Linked DNA regions of Mus musculus: region 1 is linked to region 2. The links are chromatin contacts, called in public promoter capture Hi-C maps. All regions are on one chromosome and are shown on one strand. The core of a region is the stretch at or near the end of the contact, and the rest is flanking DNA. Distances in the headings are between cores, read along the strand shown. Region 1 holds the start of Crybg2 (crystallin beta-gamma domain containing 2). Region 2 overlaps Pigv (phosphatidylinositol glycan anchor biosynthesis, class V).

Region 1 (5,808 bases), core at 1,966-4,465, 410 kb after region 2:
AGGTCCAAACCCAAAGCCATTCAGAATGGGACCTTCGAGTCAGGAGCCACGGTGGTTTATGGAGTCAGAAGCGACTCCACAGCTCAGGAAGACAAACTGACCCCCTGGGGAGGCTACAGAGGCCAGCCGTGGGCAGCGCCTGTGACTTGGCTGGCTATGGCTCGATGGAGCATGAGTGTCCAGCGCTGGCAGGCTCTGCCGAAGCCATCGGTGGTCCCAGCCATCCCTCTGGCCCAGAGCCTGCTTCACCTTCTTTGAAACAGGGATGGTCAGGCACCCCCTGCCAGCACTCCCAACACAGCGCCCCAGAGCTACCTGGCAACCTGGAAGACGCACCCCTATGGCCCCACCCGGAGTCCTTTCTCACAGCAGCAAGGGCAAAGGGTAAGCCCGACACCCCAGGGCCAGCCGAGCCAGAGCCAGAGCCCGTACACACTCGTCTCTGTGTCAGAAGGACCCGCTACCATATCACTGTCACCCTGCAAGGGTGCGGACGGGCACCTGGGGAGGAAGGTAGGGAACCGGCCAGACCAGCTCCCCACCCCTGCGGCCCTGAGGAATCCAGGGGCTGGCAGGAGCCTCCTCAGGAACTCCGCCCCATCACTGGGTATCCAATCAACCCGCCTGGGGAGCCGCCGCTGAAAGCCCCACAGCATCAGGGAAGCAAGGTCCGGCAGAAGCTCCTAGTGGGCTGGGAACCTGGAATCCCACACAGCCGGTAAGTAAAGGTTGGCACCCGAGGGACGTGATGGCGGGAGGTGAGTCTGATGTGGCAACTCCTACTTGGGTCGCTCTGCCTTGTTCCTGGACTCCCCACGCTTGAAGCTCCCATTCATTTGGTACCCTTGGGTGTGAGACGACTCAGTGTCCACTCCCTCATTCTCTCATTCTCTCATATTCTCTCATATTCTCTCATATTCTCTCATATTCTCTCATATTCTCTCTCTCTCTCTCTCTCTCTCTCTCTCTCTCTCTCTCTCTCTCTCTCTCTCTCTCTCTCTCTCTCTCTCTCTCTCTCTCTCTCTCTCTCTCTCCACCCGTAGGCTGAAAACCACCTCTGCCTTCCTTCCCTGTCCCCCCACCCCTGGAAGGGAAATCTCATCATGGAGAGGATAGGCTAGCCAGGGTAACCTTCCTTTCAGGTACTCTTGTTAATCCTGGGTTCTTTGCAAGAGATTGCGGACCCAGCCTGGGAATAGGAACCTTGCCAAGGTGCTGGGCGCCCTGGCACAGGTTGCTTAACTTTTCTGAGTCTTGCTTTGCTGAATGGGTATGGTAGTCAGAGATGAGGAAGAAGGGGGTGGCTACTGGAACATGCTTTGAACTCCATTGAGCTGGGCTGGCAAAATAACAGGGATGCTTATTAAGTACACGCCATTGGCAATGGTAATTATCCCACCAGGCTCTGCGGGCAGCCACGAAAAGAGGCGCCGAGACTCCCAAGCTTAGAAGAGTTTTATTTGTGTTGAAGTGAGTCCCCTAAAGCATCTTGGTAGGCTCGGAGCGGGGAGGCATGGCTTCTTCATAACTCAGTAAGGAGGAATGAAATTGAGGCCTCTCTAGGCGAGTCCTAGGCCACCAGAGGGGCCTCTGAGAAGCTGCTGCTGATGGCAGAGGCGCCAGTCATCTGTGCTTTGTTTTTCAAGTGTAAGTGTAGTCTTCTTTAATCCACAGACTAGGAGCTAACCTTCCCATCAACCCCAGCTAACGAGAGCAGGAGACTGAGGCTCCGCAAGAGTAAGTCACTTGCCCAAAGCCAACCAGCCAGTCAGAATTCAAACCCAGGTCTGTCTACACCCTAGCCACCTCCCCAAACCCCCTAAGGCTGCACACCTTGCAAAGAGGTCTCTTTGGCCCTGTGCAGAGCACAGGGTAACTTGTGGTTGCTGTGTGGAACATACTATGGATCTAAAAGCACCCTTAACAAAGCCAAAGCAAGGAGGTCCAGGTAGGGGTTGGTGTGCCAGTTCTGTGCCTAGGGAGGAGGACACGGGTGATCCAAACTGGCCCTGAGAGCTGCCAGGGTACCCCAGCATAGGAAGGCAGTCTGTACAAGGACGAGGGGGTGGAAAGTGAGCTGGTTTTAGAAGCAGATGGGAAACAGGCAGGAGGGTGAGGTGGGGGACATGGGGTTCTGGTTGATTGGGGTCTAGGTGAATACAGCCTGGAGTTGGAATGTAGGAGGTCCCTAGAGAGGAAGGAGGTGACTCTCAGGGACACTGTCCTTCTGGACCCACTCTCTGCTGGAGGGTTCTTTAAGCAGGTTTGACTAATGTGGGGAAAAGGGCAGAGTACAGCCGGGTAGCACGCGGGAATGTGTGAGCTCTGCGTGCACCAAGTACAGGTTCCTATTCAAGGGCAGATGGATTGCAAAGCAGAGAGAGCTTGTTTGTTGGCTGTGAGCTGAATGGGTGTGTTCCGGAGATACGTGCATACATGTGCTGTGGTGCCTGTGTGTTCTGTAGTGGAGCGTGTGGCTTGCACGCCTACAGAGCCCCTGTGTGTTTGTGTCTCTTGGTGTGTGACCATGTGTGTGTGTTGCTGTGTGTTCCTGGCTGCGTTTGTCTAGGCGGGTATCTCTGTATTTCTGTGCTGTGTGATGTGGTGGGTCTTCGACTCTGTGAATGCCTGTCTGATGCGCCATGTGTTTGGCAGCATGTGGGCCTGTGGACTGGTTTGGCCTAGTTTGGGGGTGACTCACAGGTAAGCGGGGAGAATCCCAGGACTTGTTGGGTTAGCTGAGATTTTTTTCCCACGCTCCCCCCACACCCCCCTCAGCCTCTCCCTTCCCATACCCACACACCTTGCTTAGAGGTCACAGGTCACCTTGCTAGCAAATCCACTTGTAGACGTGGAGAAGAGAGGGCTCTTGGAACAGGCCCTTGTGTTTGCAGGGGTGGTAGCTAGGTTACTGGGGTGTGTCTCCAGACAAAGGCAAAAGTGGGGAGCTATAGGCAGGCACATTCCAACACACATGAAAAACATCTTAGCCATCTTGACTGTCTAGGGATGGGACATGTGAACTGTCAGGAGGTGACCTCCCTGTCCCTAGAAGTATTCAAGCAGAAGCTATGACCACATGCTTAAGGAATGAATGGCCATCAGGGGGTGTTGTCCCTGGGTTGGGCTGGGCCTAGAATGGCATGGAGCTGATTGCTGGGACGTCATCAATACAACCCTGTGCGGACTGCCTTCCTTCAGTTTCCCCCAAGCTGTTTCCCTGTGGCCTTGCTGAAGCCCATGGGACCTTCCAAACATCTGACTCCTGGGATATCAGCTTCTTAAGAAAGCTAGCCTTGGGTGAGTCTGGCCAGGACTTGGCACTTGGCCCCAAATAATTAGCACTGAATGAATGAATGAGTGAACAAATCGGTTAGAGCTCAAGCTTTGTCGCTTGCCGCCAATGACGAGCGATCTGGGGGGATGAAGACAGGGGACTCTGTGAGGAGGAGGCTACTTATGTGGTGCTGAGTAAGGGACAAAGTGGGGGATCCCAGGGGAGAGAACACAGCTTCAGTGAGGGTGGCAGGGTCGGGCTGTTGTAAGGAGCTGAGTTTGAGCCTAGGGTGTCCATGTGTGTCTGCTCTCAACTGACCCTGGCTAAGGAAGTCTTGGGGGTCATCCAGGACTCCCCATCCTTATTCACAGGCTGTCAGAGGCCCCACAAACTCTATCCCAGACACTGGTAACAACCAGCAGTGGTCCTGGAGTTGAGTCAGACATCTGTGGGCCTCAGGCCCTTTCATCTATGCCCCCTTATAAAACCTGAGTCACTGCTGGGCCACAGGGCAGGTCAAAGTTCTGTTTCTTCCAGTTTCTTAGGAAGGAGGGAGGTAGGGAGTGGGGAGAGAATTAGGGCAGTGGGCCTATGTCTCACTCTGGGTATAGCTGTTGGGGGCTAGGTGAGCAGGGTCTTTGGGGTCCCTAGGTCTGAAAACAGCCTTGCTATGTCATACTTGGAGATATAAGCAAGGATTGCTCCTTAAGGTCTGAAGTGAACCCCAGGGCTGAGAGGTCCCCCAGTTGGTAGAGGGTTTGCCTAGCACCTCTGAAGCCCTAGGTTACATTCCAGAGCTGGGAAAAGGAAGGGTTGGGCATGCCTATCATCTGACCATTCAGAGGAAGTAGAGGCTAGAGAATCAGAGTTCAAGGTCACGGCTAGGGAGTGGACAAAGGTTGTCTGCAGTCAAACCTGACTACTCAGTCTTCTCAACCCACATGGTGGAAGGGGACAACCCACAAGCTGTCCTCACGTGCATCGTGGGACACACACACACACACACGAGTATCCACATACATGTGCACACACATGCACACATGCAGGAATGTGCACACACATACAGGCACACACACTCACCAAATGTAACTTAAGAAAAAAAAACAAGTTCAAGACCCTCTTTGGGAACAGAGAGTTCAAAGCCGCACTGGTCCACATGAGGCCCTGTCTCAAACAAATGAGCAAACCCTGGGGGGAACCCCAGTCAGCCATGCTAGTATATGCATATAATCCCAGCCCTCTGCTTGGGAAGGTGAGAACGAAGACTTGTTTTGAGTTGGAGCCCACAGTGGGCTACATAAATGCTATCAGGCCAGCCAGAGTTACATAGCAAAATGCTATCTCAGAACATCAAAAAGAGGGGCAGGCGTGGTGGTGCAAGCCTTTAATCTCAGTACTTGGGAGGCAGATTCAGGTAGAGATCTCTTGTGAGTTCGAAGTCAGCCTGGTCTACATAGTGAGCTCCAGGACAGCCAGGACTACAAAATGAGACTCTCCCTGAAAGTATAAAAGCAAACAAGTAAATATTAAAAAAAATTTATAGAGTAGCCATCAAAACACAGACTCGGTTTACCAGATAAATATGTAAACCTATATAAACATTTATATGGGGAGTTTGGAATGTGGCTAAGCTCTGAGGTTTGGGGTACAAGTCTCCACAGCTAAGGTATGACTGAAAAATATTTTGCATCCATCTGAACCTTATAAATCTCATTGGCAAAATAGGCGTGTTTGTTTATAATTTACTAAAGATTTATCATTTGATGTGTGTGTATGTGTGTATCTGTATATATGGTTATGTGTGTGTATGTGTGTATCTGTATAAATGGTTATGTGCATGTGAACACAGGTGTTCTGGGGCAGGAGGCACTGGGTTTCCCAAAGCTGGAGTTACAGGTAGTTGTAAGCAGCCCAACATGATGGCTGTGGACTGAATTAGAATCTTCTGTAAGACCAGCATTTCATTCTTATTTATTTATTTATTATATGTAAGTACACTGTAGCTGTCTTCAGACACACCAGAAGAGGGAGTCAGATTTCATTATGGATGGTTGTGAGCCACCATGTGGTTGCTGGGATTTGAACTTAGGACCTTCGGAAGAGCAGTCGGGTACTCTTCTTACCCACTGAGCCATCTCACCAGCCCCAGCATTTCATTCTTAACTACTGAGCCGTTTCTCCAGCTCACACTTAGCTCTTAGCTCATCATGAAGTCTGCACTCCCTGGATCAGTAGAACAATGAAAGCGGAAAGCATTTAGCCAGGTGCTCCAAGAGGGTGCCCTCAACACACGGCTGCTGCTGTAGCTACCAAGACAGAAATTCCCAAACCCAGATTTCCACTTTGGCAGGTGTGGTTCACTGTCCCCGTTTAGGGAAGAAGCTAATAGAGACTCGGATGAGGGAAGGGCACAAACAAGAGGGCTGAGAAGGAGACTCAGTCAGAGTGTCTGCCTAGCACACACCAAGTCCTGGGTTTGATCTCCAGCACTGCAAAGAAATAAGATCCAAGGCGCCAGAGAGCTGGCTCAA
Region 2 (5,830 bases), core at 1,369-3,868:
CTCTCTGGCTGGGGATGTAGCTCACCAGTACAGCACAGCGCCTACCTAGCTGGCCTGACAGGTTTGCCCCCAGTGCTGCCAATGCTAACTAGGGCATGGGGGGAGATAATATACTCACTCGCTGCTTTCAACTCTTTGAAGATGTGTTTATTCTTATGTATATATGTATCTGAGTGAGTGTATGCCATGTGTGTTCAGGAGCCCAAGGAAGCTAAAAAGAATGTCAGAGTCCCTGGGGTTGGAGTTACCAGAGGTCTTAAGCTGCCCAACAAGGGTGCTTGGAACCACATAGACCACTGGAAGAGCAGTAAACACTTTTTGTTGTTTATAAAAAGATAAAGAGGGAATTGGTGGAAGTGTGGTTAAGGTATGGGGGAAGGGGGTACCTCAGCTGGCCCATGCTGAGGCATCCCTTCCCCCTGAGGGAACAGCCACACAGTATAGTAGAGAATAGTTTATTCAGAGCCTGGGGAGGGGAGTTAAGGGGGTAGTAGAGGGGGCTGGAGAGATGGCTCAGCGGTTAAGAACACTGACTGCTCTTCCAGAGGTCCTGAGTTCAATTCCCAGCAACCACATGGTGGCTCACAACCATTTGTAATAGGATCCTACGTCCTCTTCTGGTGTGTCTGAAGACAGCGACAGTGTATTCACATACATAAAATAAATAAGATCTTTGAGGGGGAAAAAAAGAGAGAGGGTAGGAGAGACAGAGAAAGGCAGGGAGAGAGGGGGAGGGGTGGGGGGAGGGATGTGGGGGGAGGGGCTAGAGAACAGAGGGAGCAAGAAGGCAGGAGCAAGAGACAGTGGGGGGCCAGGCGGTGAGCAGCCCCTTTTATAGTGAGTCAGGCACACCTGGCTGTTGCCAGGTCACTGTGGGGTGGAGCCTAGACAGAATGCTAACACTTTTAACCACTGAGCTATTTCTCTAGGCCATGGAGTTTAAGAGTGTTTGTGTTCCTATGTGCAATGTGCTCAGGAGTGCAGGTTGTCAAGGTTTCCTGGTGTTGTCTCTGCTGGAGCTACAGTGATAGGGTCTTGTACTTGGGTCCCCTACAAAAACAGGACTTGGGGCTCTTAACCACCGAGACATCTTTCCAGTTCTTTTTGTTTTGTTTTGTTTTGAGACATGGCCTCACTACGTAGCCCTGGATGTCCTGGAAATCACTCTGTAGACCAGGATAGCCTCCAATTCACAGAGATCCCCCCTACCTCTGCCTCCCGAGTCCTAGGATTGAAGGTGTGCACCACAGTAGGCTTAGATTTCACAATCTTCCTGCTCCATCTCACAAGGGCAGGGACTGCACGTGTGCACCACACCATCTTCAAATTAAAACTTTAATTCATCCTCGTTATAAAAAAAATTTAAGTAGAAAGATAGCAAAACATGTCCTTTATGCCTCAGAATTTGCTACTTCTGGGCCAGCACTCAGAGGGCTCAGTGGGGGAAGGGACTTGTCCTCAGGCCTGACATGCCCAGTTTTAAGGACAGCATAATAAAGAACTAAGACTCAACAAGAGGGCAATGCTGACTTCCACGTGGGCTATAGGATGTTCATGTTCACACACACTCACACACACACACACACACACACTAAAATGTTGCTTTTTAAAGAATTTACCACTTCCCTAATGAATGCTCCGGTGCACTGGCCAGCAACACTTGAGGACAGGAGGCGTGGCTAGGCCTGCCTTAGTCCAAAACAGGCATTAATAAACAACTGGTGAAAAGAATCCTTTTAAAAACTTAAGCCTCCACACTTTACATTTTTAGACCCAGACTTCCGCTGCCCCACCCCAGTGGGACTACTAGAGACCCGCCAAAGCTTCCCCTTTTCCCACCTCCATTAAAGAACAAAAAGACATCCACTTCTGGGTCCTCAGAGTGTCTGGTTTGTATTTTAGCAGGGTCTTGGAAGGAAATGACTTTTCTCTGAAACCGTGGCCGCCCCACCCAGCTGTGGCATTCTTAGACCTCGGGGAAACAGGAAGCTCCGGCCTTGGGCCCTTCACGGTCCTCCTTCAGACTATTAAAGACTGTTAATAGGCCGGTAAAGGGACAGCTGCTGGTCATAAAGTCAGCCCGCTCCTTACAAGCTGAGCCGTGAGCCTCCCAGGCCAGAAGCCCGGCCTTCTCCAGGTGTGCTTACCTAGCCGGGGTGCCCAGGTGTAGGGTTTCTTCAGTGATGGCTCTAGGGACAAAACAGGGGAGACTGAAGCTGCTCTGTAGGGGGTGAGTCACCTCTCCCAGGAGAGGAACAATCACTTCTGGTTACCCTCCAAACGGAGGCAAAGTGGAGCAGAGAGGGAGACCAAAGGATCCCGGCTCCTCCCACGCACTTTTTTTTTTTTGGAGGGGGAGGGGGAGTCCTAGGATTTGCAGCTGCTGGGGAAGAGGCTGCAGTCTGCCAGCTGGAGGGACACACTAGGGGAGAGGTGTTGTCTTTTGCCAAGAAGGGCACTTGGTGTCTTGGCAGAAGGCAGAGGGCTGCCCCAATCTGTGTGTACATTTTCAGTAGCATTTGACTCTGGACCAAATGCTTGGCTGTGCTAGTGCTGTGGTGCTGGGTGGGAATGCTCGTTGGCCAGGCTGGCTGGAGGCTCCCACAGAGGGTGCTGGGCCTGGGCCAGGAGCTTCCCTTCAGCTGGCAAGTTGAGCTTTCTGTCACGGTCGGAGGGAGTGTGTCCAAATTCCAACTCCGAGCTTTCCAGAAGCCACTGCTGACTGCCATCTGTTTTGAAGAATGCTGCTTATTGGAATTTTTGGCCCAATGGGGAGTAAGGATGGTGACACCGAGCCAAAGTTACCTGGCTCAAGAATGCACAAACGCTGCGCAGCAGGGACACTGTCTTTCATTTATACAGGGTCTTATTCTGTAGCTGCCCTCAAGCTCACCTCAAGCCTCAGCATCCTGGAGTCATCCTTCCTCAGGGGCAGGGTTACTCTTAGTAACCACAGGGAGCCAGGAAGCAGGGCAGATGCTACAGTAGACAACCTTGGACTGACTTAGCTACAAGGTTCCCCCATCAAGGCTGTGGGGTAGGTGCCTCTGACTCATGCAAGTGTGATCTTTGAGAATGGAAAACCAGTCACCCTGGGTTACCCTTTTCCACCAGGTGTCATTACTCTCCACGACAGCTTCTATTCCGAGTTGTTCCCAGAGGTGGGGGGGAGGCTGTTTCCAATTGATCAAAGGAGGACTTTCCCATTAGACCACTTGTGAGCCTCCATTTATCTTTTGTTTAAGGTAGCCTCAAGATTTAAGGCCTAAATCACACCCCAGGGAAGAAGTCTCCTCCTTAATTTCAGAGAAGGCAAAAGCTCTGAAGGTGGCTTTAGATCATACAGCTGGAAAGTGAGGAATGGGAGCCAAGATTCAGACCCTGTGCTCTGATCCAAGTGGTGTTTATTACTGAAATTAGGGCCTCGTGTGCTTTACTACGGAGTTCTAGCCTCAACCCTCTATAATTTATAGAAACTAGTTCGGCAGAGGTAGGAGGATCTCTGAGTTCAAAACCAGCCAGATCTACATAGCAAGCAAGTTCTAGGACAGTCAGAGTTACACAGAGGGACCTTGTCTTAGCTCCCCTGACTACCCCTCCTCCAGAAAAAGGTAATTCATTGCAAAAGGAGTATTTAGATTTTCACAGTCTGTAGGATAGACACAGACACACACACACCAGTATCATAAAGAAAACTTCAGGGAGCTGGAGAGATGGCTCAGTGGTTAAGAGCACTGGCTGCTCTTCCAGAGGTCCTGAGTTCAATTCCCAGCAGCCACATGGTGGCTCACAACCATCTGCAATGGGATCTGATGCCCTCTTCTGGTGTGTCTGAAGACAGCTAGTGTACTCATATATAATATAATACATCTTTAAAAAAAAAAAAAAAGAAAACAACCACCTTCAGAAACCTCTCACTTAGAGCAGGCTGTCTGTCCCCTCTTCCTTCTGTCACTACACTGCACTGACTCCACCATCCTGAGTGGGGCAGGCTGTTGGCCTGTGCTTTGATCAAACATTTAAATTTATCCACCAGGCCAGGCAGGGGTGGCTCACACTCAGTGGTGGGCCTAGTACTCAAGAGGCAGAGGCAGATGAATCTCTGAGTTCAAGGCCAGCCTGGTCTACATAAACTTGGTCTACAGAGTGAGTTCCAGGACAACCAGGGCAATGTAGAGAAACCAACCTTCTCTCAAAAAACAAGAAGACAGACTTACACGTGGATCAGTAGTAGGTTTAAGATTGCCTAGTACTTGTGGACTAGGGAGATCTGAGACCCCTGCACTGAGCACTGAAGTTACTCCCCTACACCTGCCCCGCCCAGGATGAGAAGGGGCGCCTGTGCTCCCATTTTCCCTTCTTAGCTGGCCCCCAGAGAGACCCAGAGATCCTACTGCACAGTGCTCTCCGGAGTGTGCGGGCTGTCCCAGCCAGGGTGTCGTCTTAGAGCTTTCATTCCTTGACACTCCAGGTCAAGTCCAAGGCAGGAAGTTGCAATGGAGAATTAGTCCCAGAAGCCAGTAGGTCAGGAAGTAGACCAGAACGCATCTTGTGACTGGAGAGCATCTCTTCCAATCGTAGAAGAGTTTCATGAGACAGTTTCTGGGGGCCTTCTGTCCTGGTGGGGACTTCTCCTGAGGAAGCTTCCCAGGCTCTGTGTCCACACACCTCAGCAGCGGTTCTTGATCCTGAAGCAGGTGAGCTGGAAACCAGTACATGATAGGAGTGGAAGAGGCCAAAAACCGCGTGAGAACCTAGAAAAGCCATGTTGGTTGGAGCATCAGTGATGTGGCTGGGTCAATCATGGCCTGACAACGAACAACATCCCACTGGGAAAGCAAGTTCAGCAAAAGCTGCAGATCTGCCTAATACCGAGAATGTTATTAATCTGCCGATGCCAGACAAACCTCGTGTTCCCAACAACCAGTCTCAGTGGAATTACCACACTAACGGGCCAACCAATACTAAAAGGTCTCTCTGAGGTCTAATTTTACCCACAGTCTCTACATTTTAGTCTGCTTTGGAAGTAGGAACCTGGAGGCTCCTTATCAGAAGGGCTGAGAGCAGGGAGAAGCAGCAGGACTCGGTTCCTCTTAGTTCAACCTTTCCCATCTCACAAGAGTTTGGAGCCAAGTCTCCAAGCATTCTCTCTCACCTGCTTGCACAGTCTGAGCCTGCCTGGCACTCACTTCAAAGCTGATCCCGTCGGTCGCAGATACAGATTACGATTCTTTTATCTCCCTAACTACATGGCTCAAAGAACAGCACAAATAGACAGAACCGGTCAGTGTAAGAACAAGACTTCCTTGGAGACAGCCAAGAACTTCAAAACTGGACATAAAATCAAACCTCTGATCCTGTACTGTCACCACCACCCCCAAACCCTGGACAAGATATCTACTGCCTGTGCTCAAGACACCATAAAAGGCCAATATGGGCAGTCAGTGTACCAGGGAGAGCTCCCCAAGAGAACTGAGAGCTTATTTCTCCACCCAAGGTGAAATGAGCCAATTTAAGCCAGATCAGATTATACTAAAGGCAGGTTTATTGGGCAGCTGCACTCAGGTGAGTCCACTGGCCCCAAGGACCAAGGCCAGGAAAGCTGCCATGGGAAAAGAGGGGCTGGGGAGGGAGTGAGGAAGAGAGAAAGGGTGTGTGCAGAGAAATGTGGAGGAAGAGAGGACAGACAGACAGACAGACACACCATAAGGTCTGGATTTGTATATAGGGAGGAGCCTCTGGGGAAGGCAAGGTATGCCAGGTAAGGACTGAGGGATGCTGGGAGAACCAGGACGCCTGGTCTGCTTTGGCTTGTAACTTTGCATCTCAG

Evidence for each region. Promoter capture Hi-C pulls out the DNA fragments that hold promoters and counts their contacts.
Region 1: a promoter capture Hi-C map of liver shows a contact between it and region 2, with 2.0 times the contacts expected there. The contact joins the promoter of Crybg2 here to the enhancer-like site in region 2. A contact is called at or near these places in 2 of 39 promoter capture datasets (hippocampal neurons and liver), 1 of 115 datasets of contacts at active chromatin or transcription factors (embryonic stem cells) and 1 of 9 other capture datasets (embryonic stem cells).

The regions. Positions count from the first base shown.
Region 1 is chr4:134,065,237-134,071,044 of GRCm38.p6, forward strand. It overlaps Crybg2 (crystallin beta-gamma domain containing 2), which reads left to right and starts at 3,216. Exons shown (of 20, transcript NM_001162970.1): 1 at 3,216-3,300.
Region 2 is chr4:133,658,038-133,663,867 of GRCm38.p6, forward strand. Pigv (phosphatidylinositol glycan anchor biosynthesis, class V) reads right to left here. Exons shown (of 4, transcript NM_178698.5): 4 at 3,388-4,754. The coding sequence ends at 4,473. Among named protein-coding and RNA genes, the nearest start is that of Pigv, 12 kb to the right of the region's middle. Within about 2 kb of position 2,619, at least 348 of the 459 cell types and tissues checked have an H3K27ac peak or open chromatin away from gene starts, as enhancers often do. A contact at or near this core is called in embryonic stem cells and liver, where this site is marked.